2 separate regions of the Canis lupus genome follow, and region 1 is linked to region 2. The links are chromatin contacts, called in public Hi-C maps. All regions are on one chromosome and are shown on one strand. The core of a region is the stretch at or near the end of the contact, and the rest is flanking DNA. Distances in the headings are between cores, read along the strand shown.

The links. Hi-C and Micro-C count contacts between places; a contact is called where the count stands out from the background.
Region 1: a contact with region 2 is called in a Hi-C map of blood, with 4 times the contacts expected there. The contact joins the promoter of LOC480476 here to the promoter of ERN1 in region 2. A contact is called at or near these places in 2 of 9 Hi-C or Micro-C datasets (both in blood).

The regions. Positions count from the first base shown.
Region 1 is chr9:15,116,284-15,120,417 of UU_Cfam_GSD_1.0, forward strand. LOC480476 (intercellular adhesion molecule 5) reads right to left here and starts at 2,153. Exons shown (of 8, transcript XM_038546897.1): 1 at 2,018-2,153. The region is part of intron 1 of SMARCD2 (SWI/SNF-related matrix-associated actin-dependent regulator of chromatin subfamily D member 2); the gene reads left to right.
Region 2 is chr9:14,916,210-14,920,183 of UU_Cfam_GSD_1.0, forward strand. It overlaps ERN1 (serine/threonine-protein kinase/endoribonuclease IRE1), which reads left to right and starts at 1,871. Exons shown (of 22, transcript XM_038546864.1): 1 at 1,871-1,989. The coding sequence starts at 1,936. LOC119873254 (a long non-coding RNA gene) reads left to right here and starts at 2,195. Exons shown (of 2, transcript XR_005364302.1): 1 at 2,195-3,123.

The DNA of each region.
Region 1 (4,134 bases), core at 903-3,402, 200 kb after region 2:
TTTTGGGACGTAAATTCCCATTTACTTTTTAATTTCTTGAGGTAAAGTGCTCTCCTCCTAACATCGACTCCAAGGTAGGCACTCACTATTGATCTATATCTCACTTCAATGACTCCTTCTTAATCACACCTTGTCTAATAGCTTTTAACATTTAGTAACCATATACTGTGTTTCAGGCACCATGCTGAGTGACTTCCTTTAGTTATCTCATAGCAAGTCTATGATTATTGCCACTTTTATAGATGAAGAGATGGGGTTAGGAGTTTGCCTTAGAGAGGTAAAGTAACTTACCCCAAATCACACACCTAATTAACAGGTGAAGTCAGGATTCAAATGCAGGCATGCTGACTACAGTGCAGTGCTTACCATTGCTCTACTTTTTAAAATAGTCAGTGAATCTAGATGATCTGTGCTTTGATGGGACCACAGTGCCACAAACCATTCTGCATCGAGGTTAACCCAAGAGCTCCTTCTATTTCATGTATCTCTCCTCAACTTGATTGTTACCTCTCTCTGCAAACCTCATCTTGCTATGAGTGAATCTTATGGATTATATTCTGCTCCTAGAGCCTTAGCTAAAAAAAAAAAACAAAAAACAAAAAACAAAAAAAAAACCCCACCATTTCTCGTCTTTGATCCCTACAAGTCATGTTAGTTGGGTTTTCCCTTTGGTTGCCACTACTATATGCCACATAGATACAAGAAAATGCGGCGGGCGGGGCGGGGGGGTGGTGGTGGTGAGGAGGGTGGGGAATGGGGAGGGGCGGGGGGTGGGATTCTTTTGTTCTCAGACTCCTGCACTGACCATACTTTGTTCTGTGTTGTTTCACGTGCTCCTTCCCCCTCAACTATCCCCACAGCTCTAACATTTCACCCTTGTTTTCACGTGGCAGGTTATGATCAGGTACTGGGAACGTACAATTTGACGTTCATTCATTTTCCTAAGAAGAAACCAAGCAGCATCTCTGAGGGGAAATGATTTTTAAATCTTTTTAAAATTCCTTTGGCTTACTTGCTCTGTAGCTGAGATCCCAAACTCAAGAGTTAAAGGGTCTGAAATCTTAGACCTACAATCCAGCCCCAAAAAGGGCTGCAGAGGGGCAGCCCCGGTGGCTTAGAGGTTTAGCGCCGCCTTCAGCCCAGGGTGTGATCCTGGGGACCTGGGATCGAGTCCCACGTCAGGCTCCCAGCGTGGAGCCTGCTTCTCTCTCTCTCTCTCTCTGTATCTCTAATAAATAAATAAATAAATAATCTTAAAAAGGGGTGGGGGCTGCAGGAAGAGCGCAGGCAGTTGAGGGGAGCCACAAACACGGATCTGCCGCCGCGATTGCTCTGGCAGGGTTAGCCCGCCTGGATTTCCGGTTCAGGTCTGCCCGCCCCGCCCCCCCCCCCCCCCTCCCCGGGTTTCTCGCAGTTTCCTAGCCAGGCGGTAGTCACACCCCACCCTCTACACTGTCTTTTCCCTCGAATTCCCTTGAATTCGTTTCCTGCTCTGGGGACAGTGCCCTCCACCTGCCCCGCCCCCGGGTTCAGGATACCTTCCTCCAGGCGCCCAGCACCACCAGCCTGCCTTCCGCCATGCCCAGGCCGCAGCCCGCGCCCCAGCTGCCGCCGCTCTCACTCCTCCTCGGGCCTGCTCGGCTACTGCCCCCCCCACCCCCGACTGTTCTGGCTGCTACAGTAGTTACAGACACTGAGGGACGTGGCGCTCGAGGCCCGGTCCCGCTCGGAAGGCGCCTCGGATCTCGCGCGCACCTGCGCACACACCGTGGCTCCCACGCTCTCGGCCCGATGGGCGCGGAAGCCTTTAAGGGCTGAAAGTATTTAAAACATTAAAGACGTGAGGGGGAAAATAATACATCGGTGAAGGCTCCTCAGGGTTTCCGGCCCGCTGCCGCGTGAGAAGGCGAAGCCCGCCACACCGGGTCAGACCTCCGCAGACTTGACGGGAAAGCCGGAGGAGGCCCAGGCACGAGCGGCGGCACACAAGTCCTAAATCCTAGACCTAAATCCTCACTCAGGGCCGCTCCTCGCTGCTCCCGTGGCTCCTCCGCTGCCTCGACCGCCTCGCCGGGGTCCGCTGACTTGCCGGCAAACCCGCCACGCGCTCCGACCGTTTGGAACGCACCGCCAAAAGGGGGCGCGCGCGAGAGCTCCTGGCCCGAGGATTTCCTGATCTGCCTAGAAACTCGTGACGTCGACGCAGAAGCTTAGCAAGGGTTGGCCGGAGACAAGTGGGGCGGCCCAGGAAGCTAAAACCACAGGAGGGGTTTGCGGGGAAGATACGGGTAGAGAAGCCCGTATCTTGCTTGGCAGAGAGCGCATATTTGACCAAGGATAATAGCCACTAAATGAAACAAAGTGAAAACAAAAGAGAAAGGGTCTTTATGGCAAATAATGGCACTATAAGAAAAGCAAAGCGTCGTGCGCCCCTGTGCCTATTGGTCAGGTGGTACGACCTGAACAGGTGCGGGCCCGCGCGCGGGAAGCCGCTGCGCACGCAGCTTCTTTGACGTTGGGGCTCGGTGCCTGCCTCGCTCAGAAATCCCGTTGGGGTCACGGAGGACTTTTCCTGGGTGTCCAGGGAAATGAGTACCTCGGAACCGTTTGCCAATATCCGAAAAGACCCTTTTGTGCCCTCCGCCCCCGTTTCTCCGTATACAAGTAACACGCTAGAGTGAAGGAGGATTCCCTTCCTCACTTGGTAAGGAACGTGCCTGCGCTCTTGCTCCCCCGCCCACGGGCTACCCATAAGCCGTAAGAATGGGGGTGAGTAAAATCCTCTGTTGCGCCCCCCACCCGAGACCCCTGTCCTCCGGTCATGCCGAACGTCTTCCGAGGCTCGTTTCTCAGGAACACGCTCCTGTGCCCAGACTGGGCCGTTCTCAGGGGCGTCGTGCTGTGTGCTTGGCTCTCCCTCGGTCCTCGTCTGACCGTGGGCCCTGGGCTGAGTTTTTGGCGCAGTGAACTTTGGGGATTTGGGAGTTTGTTTTCCGGGCACCAGTTACTACGTGCATTCCCCATCTCGTTCACTGTGACTCTTTTGAGGAAGGCACGACTGTTAACTCCATTTTATGGATAAAGGCTTATTTATTCGAGGTAATGAGTGAGCGGCCTCTTGTCTGAGAAGCGTCTCTTGTACCCTCATTGCACTGATGCTTTGCATCCTTTCGTTCTGACAGTTTGAGGGAGAATGTCACGTGGAATAGAAGGTTTGGGGCCAGACGGACGTGTCTGTAAATTCCTCTTCCATTCTTACTAGCTTTGGGACTGTGGGCAAGTTACATAATTTCTAGTTCCTCTTCCGTCAAAAGGAACGACATTTATGTATATGAAAGTGCTTTCAATTGTTTTTGACACTAAATAGGTGTTCAATAAAGGGTCGTCTGTTTTCCTTTTGCAATCACAGAAAGGCCTTTCCTGACTACTCCCCCTAAAACTGCCAGGGTTTATTCGAGCCTAGTTGGTGACACCTATCATAGCCACCCCTTCAAGCTACTCTCATTTCTCTTTTATGGTTTTGAATGGGTTTTGCTCATTCATGTTGAATATTTCTGCAGGGGCGCCTGGGTGGCTCAGTGGTTGAGTGTCTGCCTTAGGCTCAGGTGATGATCCTCAGGTCCTGGGATTGAGTCCCACATCAGGTTCCCCATTGGAAGCCTGCTTCTCCCTCTGCCTATGTCTCTGCCTCTCTTTCTGTGTCTCTCATGAATAAATAAAATCTTAAAAAATATATTTCTGCAAAATGTTACCCAGTCAACATCATAATCACCCCTTGCTGGAAACCACAGGATTTTTATTTTCCAGCTGCTTATTTTTATGAGGTACTTTTGAATGTCATTTTTTTAAATGTCATTTTCTATTTTGTCACACACGTATACTCTTGTCCTTTTCCCAATTCCTCAATGGCATATCAACCTTAACTTTAGTTTCTTCAATTAAAATCTTAAATGTTAACGTTTTAAGGCTGTTGTGTGATCCCATCTACTAAAAGTAGCTATATTATATAAAAATGTTTTTTTAAGCTTTATTTATTTATTCATGAGACACACACACACACACACACAGAGAGAGAGAGAGAGAGAGAGAGGCAGAGACACAGGCAGAGGGAGAAGCAGGCTCCATGCAGGGAGC
Region 2 (3,974 bases), core at 621-3,120:
GAGTTCCAGCACAGAAAGTTCCCCTCCTAGACTTACTCTGAGAAAAAGCAACAGAGAAGGGATGTGAAAGCAGCATTTTCCAGTCAAGCTCCTTTTTTAACTCAAACGTGGTCTTGCAGATCTTGTTGTCAGCTTGCAAGCTGGACAGGTAATCATTAAAGAGCTCCTTCCAGTTTCTGTGTTGTAGGCTCCTCCCTGGACACCTGGCTACAGGGCTCCCTGGAGCCTCTGCTTCCACACATCTGTCAGTCCCAAGCCTTTCCACATTGAAATATGCAGATAACACTTTTCAAAATGTGCCTGCCACTTTCACAGTTGCCAAGATTCATTCTTAGAAATTGGTGTTGGATTCTCCAGCATTGGTACAGATTAATCCCTTGACTTCCATCCAGGCATTGGAGGCTGGGAATAGGGAATTCTGTTTATCAGATTTTGACTTCCAACGAGTATTTGTCTTATACCTGAATAGGATTGATCCACAGTGCACACGGACCAGACATTTGGTCAGTCTCCTGCTAGTTCTTTGCTATTTTCTCTAGCATTGCCCACACCTTTCCCCCAAACCCTGAAAAATCTTAGGCAGTCATGTGAGCAAGTCAGAAAAAATTAGAGAAATTGCTCTCCCCTTTTTCTTTTTCTCCAAGGATATGTAAATGTTATGCTTTGAATCTTAGGTTTTCTTGTTACAAGCAATGTCTTCTCTCCCCACTTCCATTCAAGTTGAGAGCAGCATGGGACCCAGTGACCAAATGGGTGCCAGACGTTTAAATTCAGGTTAATAGTCCATAATCCTCAAATAGATCCTGTATGAGTCCTCAATCCACTCCCTCCAATGAATTGTGGCACATGTCATTTCTAGTGCCACAATGTCACATCTATTAAATGCCACTTAAACACAATACAAACGGGCCGAATTGGTTTCCTTCTTTGCTTATAATTTTTGGAGAATGACTTGTCTGTAGTTTATTCCAGAGGGAATAGATGGCTGTTGGACATGAGTTGAGGGGAATTCCTGAGGGCAAAGGGCAGAAAGGGGCCTTCGGGCTAGCTGAGGCACAGCTGGAGGACCCCAGAGCTGCGGATCTCAGCGCATGGGCTGAAGTGTGTTTGCTGGACTCCCTGCCAGCTCCCGATCCCGGCTCCGGAGGTCGCCCACGATTCCACCACGACGGAAAGACGCGGGCTCTGGACAGCCGGCACCGCCCGTCTCCTGGCCTTTCCCCTGATTCCTACATAGCGGGTTTCTGGGCGGGGCTGGTGGGACAGCCTGGGGCCAGGGTGCACCGCGTGGCGGGACTGCCCGCCTCCCTCAGCCTTCGGCAAAGCTCCCTGCCTCACTCGTTCAGCGCCCCAGACTCGGGACACCCAGGCCTGCTCCTTCTCCCCAGTGGCGGAGGCCGGGCCGCGTACGCTCCGCGGGCAGGAGGCCGGCCCCGCCCCTCCGCCGCGGCCCCGCCCCTCCGCCGCGGCCCCGCCCCTCCGCCGCGGCCCCGCCCCTCCGCCGCGGCCCCGCCCCTCCACCGCGGCCCCGCCCCTCCGCCGCGGCCCCGCCCCTCCGCCGCGGCCCCGCCCCTCCGCCGCGGCCCCGCCCCCGGCCCGGCCCCGCCCCCTCCGCTGCATCCCCGCCGCGGCCCCGCCCCGGCGGCACAGCCCCGCCCCCGGCTCCGCCTTCAGGCCCGGCTCCCGCCCAGTTTCGGGGCCGCCTCTAGGTCAGCCCCGCCCCCGGCCCCGCCCCGACCGGAAGAAGCGCCGGCACCCGGCGCTTATAGGGCTGGGCATGGGGGTGCCACCACCGCCTAGTCAGCTCTGCGTCCGCTGAAGTCCTGCCGCCGCGGCGCTGTCGTCGCGGCGCCCCCGCCCCGTCCTCAGCCCGCCCGCCCGCACCGCCCCCCGCAGCCGGCCGGCCGGGCCGGGAGCCAGGCCCAAGTCCTCGCCATGCCGGCCCGGCTGCTGCTGGCGCTGCTGGCGCTGCTGCTGCCCGGCCCCGGGGTGAGTGACCGGAGGAGCGCGGGGTGGGGGACCGCGCGGGGACTGGGGTCCAGCCGGGAGCTCGGTGGCGGTGGCGGCCCGAGGCCCCGCGCGCCCCAGCCGAGGCTCGGGCGGGGAGCGAGCCCCTCCGGGCCGGCCTGGCCGCCGCGCACGCCTCCCGAGGGGCCTCGCCGGCCAGCGCCGCTGTCACGGGCTGCGTCTCCCGCGGCCCCGGGCGCTCCCGCACAACTTCGGGGCCTCTGGAAGGCCCGGGGCGCTTGGGAGGCCGCCCCACCTGCCGGACCCTTCCCGCAGGTGGGCGCGGGCACTGCCTGGCGTGGCGCCGGGGCAAGGACGGAAAAGGGCCCCTGTAATCGGGGGGAAGGGAATGTCTTGCGTTTATAATCCTTGTTTGAACTTTTGAAAATGCGAGAACTTTGGGAAACGAATGCAGCTGGGAGCGGGCCAGCGTTTTTACCTGCGAGGTTGGTTCTGCTTACCTGCCTTGCAGGTTTCTAAGGACTCGGAGGCAAGGGGCTTCCTTTTGTGCACCACGACTTCGCTAAGCAAGTTAAGCTGTGGGAATTACGCTCCTTTTAAGATCCCATGTGGGACAGCGGTGGAGCCGCTTCAAAACTTGAAATGAAAGACGGTCTCCTCTTGTAGAGCTCTGTGGAGCCGTCTGGAAACCTCTTTTCATCTTTTCCTGGAGAGAAGCGCCTGGATTACATTGATTTAACTATTTAAGGCCTCTACTCAGCCTGTGGATATGGGCTCCGTGTCTCGGGAGGACATTTTGTGGACAGAGTTGCCTCTTTTCCTTCTAGTTGAAAGAACCTAAATTAGTGGTTTTTAAAAAACGCATTGTTCAGGATGTGGGTATGGTACATCGGTTCAGGTTCTGTTTAATGACTTCCACACTGTACCCTTTAATATGGTATATCGTGTACCCGGTGTGTCCAGGTGGAGAACTGACACGTGTGTACCTGAGTACCACACTGTGAAGTCTTCGGAGGTTATGCACTTTTGGTAAATAATAGTCCATGCTCTCGGAGTAACAAGAATTTGGAAACAGATGAAGATATAAGATCACCTTTTTCAAATTTAGGATGGGGGTTAGAGAAAGACTTGTACACACTTCACAGTAAAACTCATGTAAGTTAAGTTTTTCTTTTTTTAAAGATTTTATTTATTTGAGAAAGAAGGAAATATGGGGGGGGGGCCCGCTATGAGGGAGAAGTAGACTCCCCGCTGAGCACAGAGCCCCACAGGGTTTCATCCCAGGACCCTGGGATCATAACCTGAGCACAAGGCAGATGCTAAACCAACTGAGCCACTCAGGCACCCCAAGTTTTATCTCTAATTAAAAAAAATTCCACTTTCATAACTAGGGTCACACTTTGAACTTGAACACTTCGCTTCACCTTGGATTGGTTAACTGTTGCTTGGCAGCTGTTCATAAATAAGAATATAAACAGAAGGACCAAACAAATGTTATGGAAATTGATCATTTTGTATCAGGGCCTAAGTATATATATGGTCTTCGCCACATTTTTCCGTGGGTTGTTCTTTCACAGGATTCTAGTATTTTAGTTATTGAGTAACTTAGAGCCAAAAATAACTATTTAGCTTTATTTGGGACTATAGTTTCAGTTTGTGTAAATATTTCCAAATTGTATTTAGAAATCCAAACTTCTCAAAGTTCATAGTAAAATATTCCAGACCCTTATCAAAAAATTACATTTTCACGTAACTGCTTTGTAAGTAAAATGTTAGAATTTCACTCTTAGAATTATCTACCAGCAAAAATTTTGATCCTCAAACATAGAACTATTATATTCTAAGTGGAATCCATTGCAGAGTTTGCAGTTAAACTAGGCAGCAGTGATGTCCTGCAGAACATATTGGGTATAAAATTGGACAAACCTGAGTTCAAACCGGTCGCTTGCTAGCTGTGCCCTCAGACAAGTTATTTTACTTCTCAGAGAGTCTGTTTTCTGTTATGT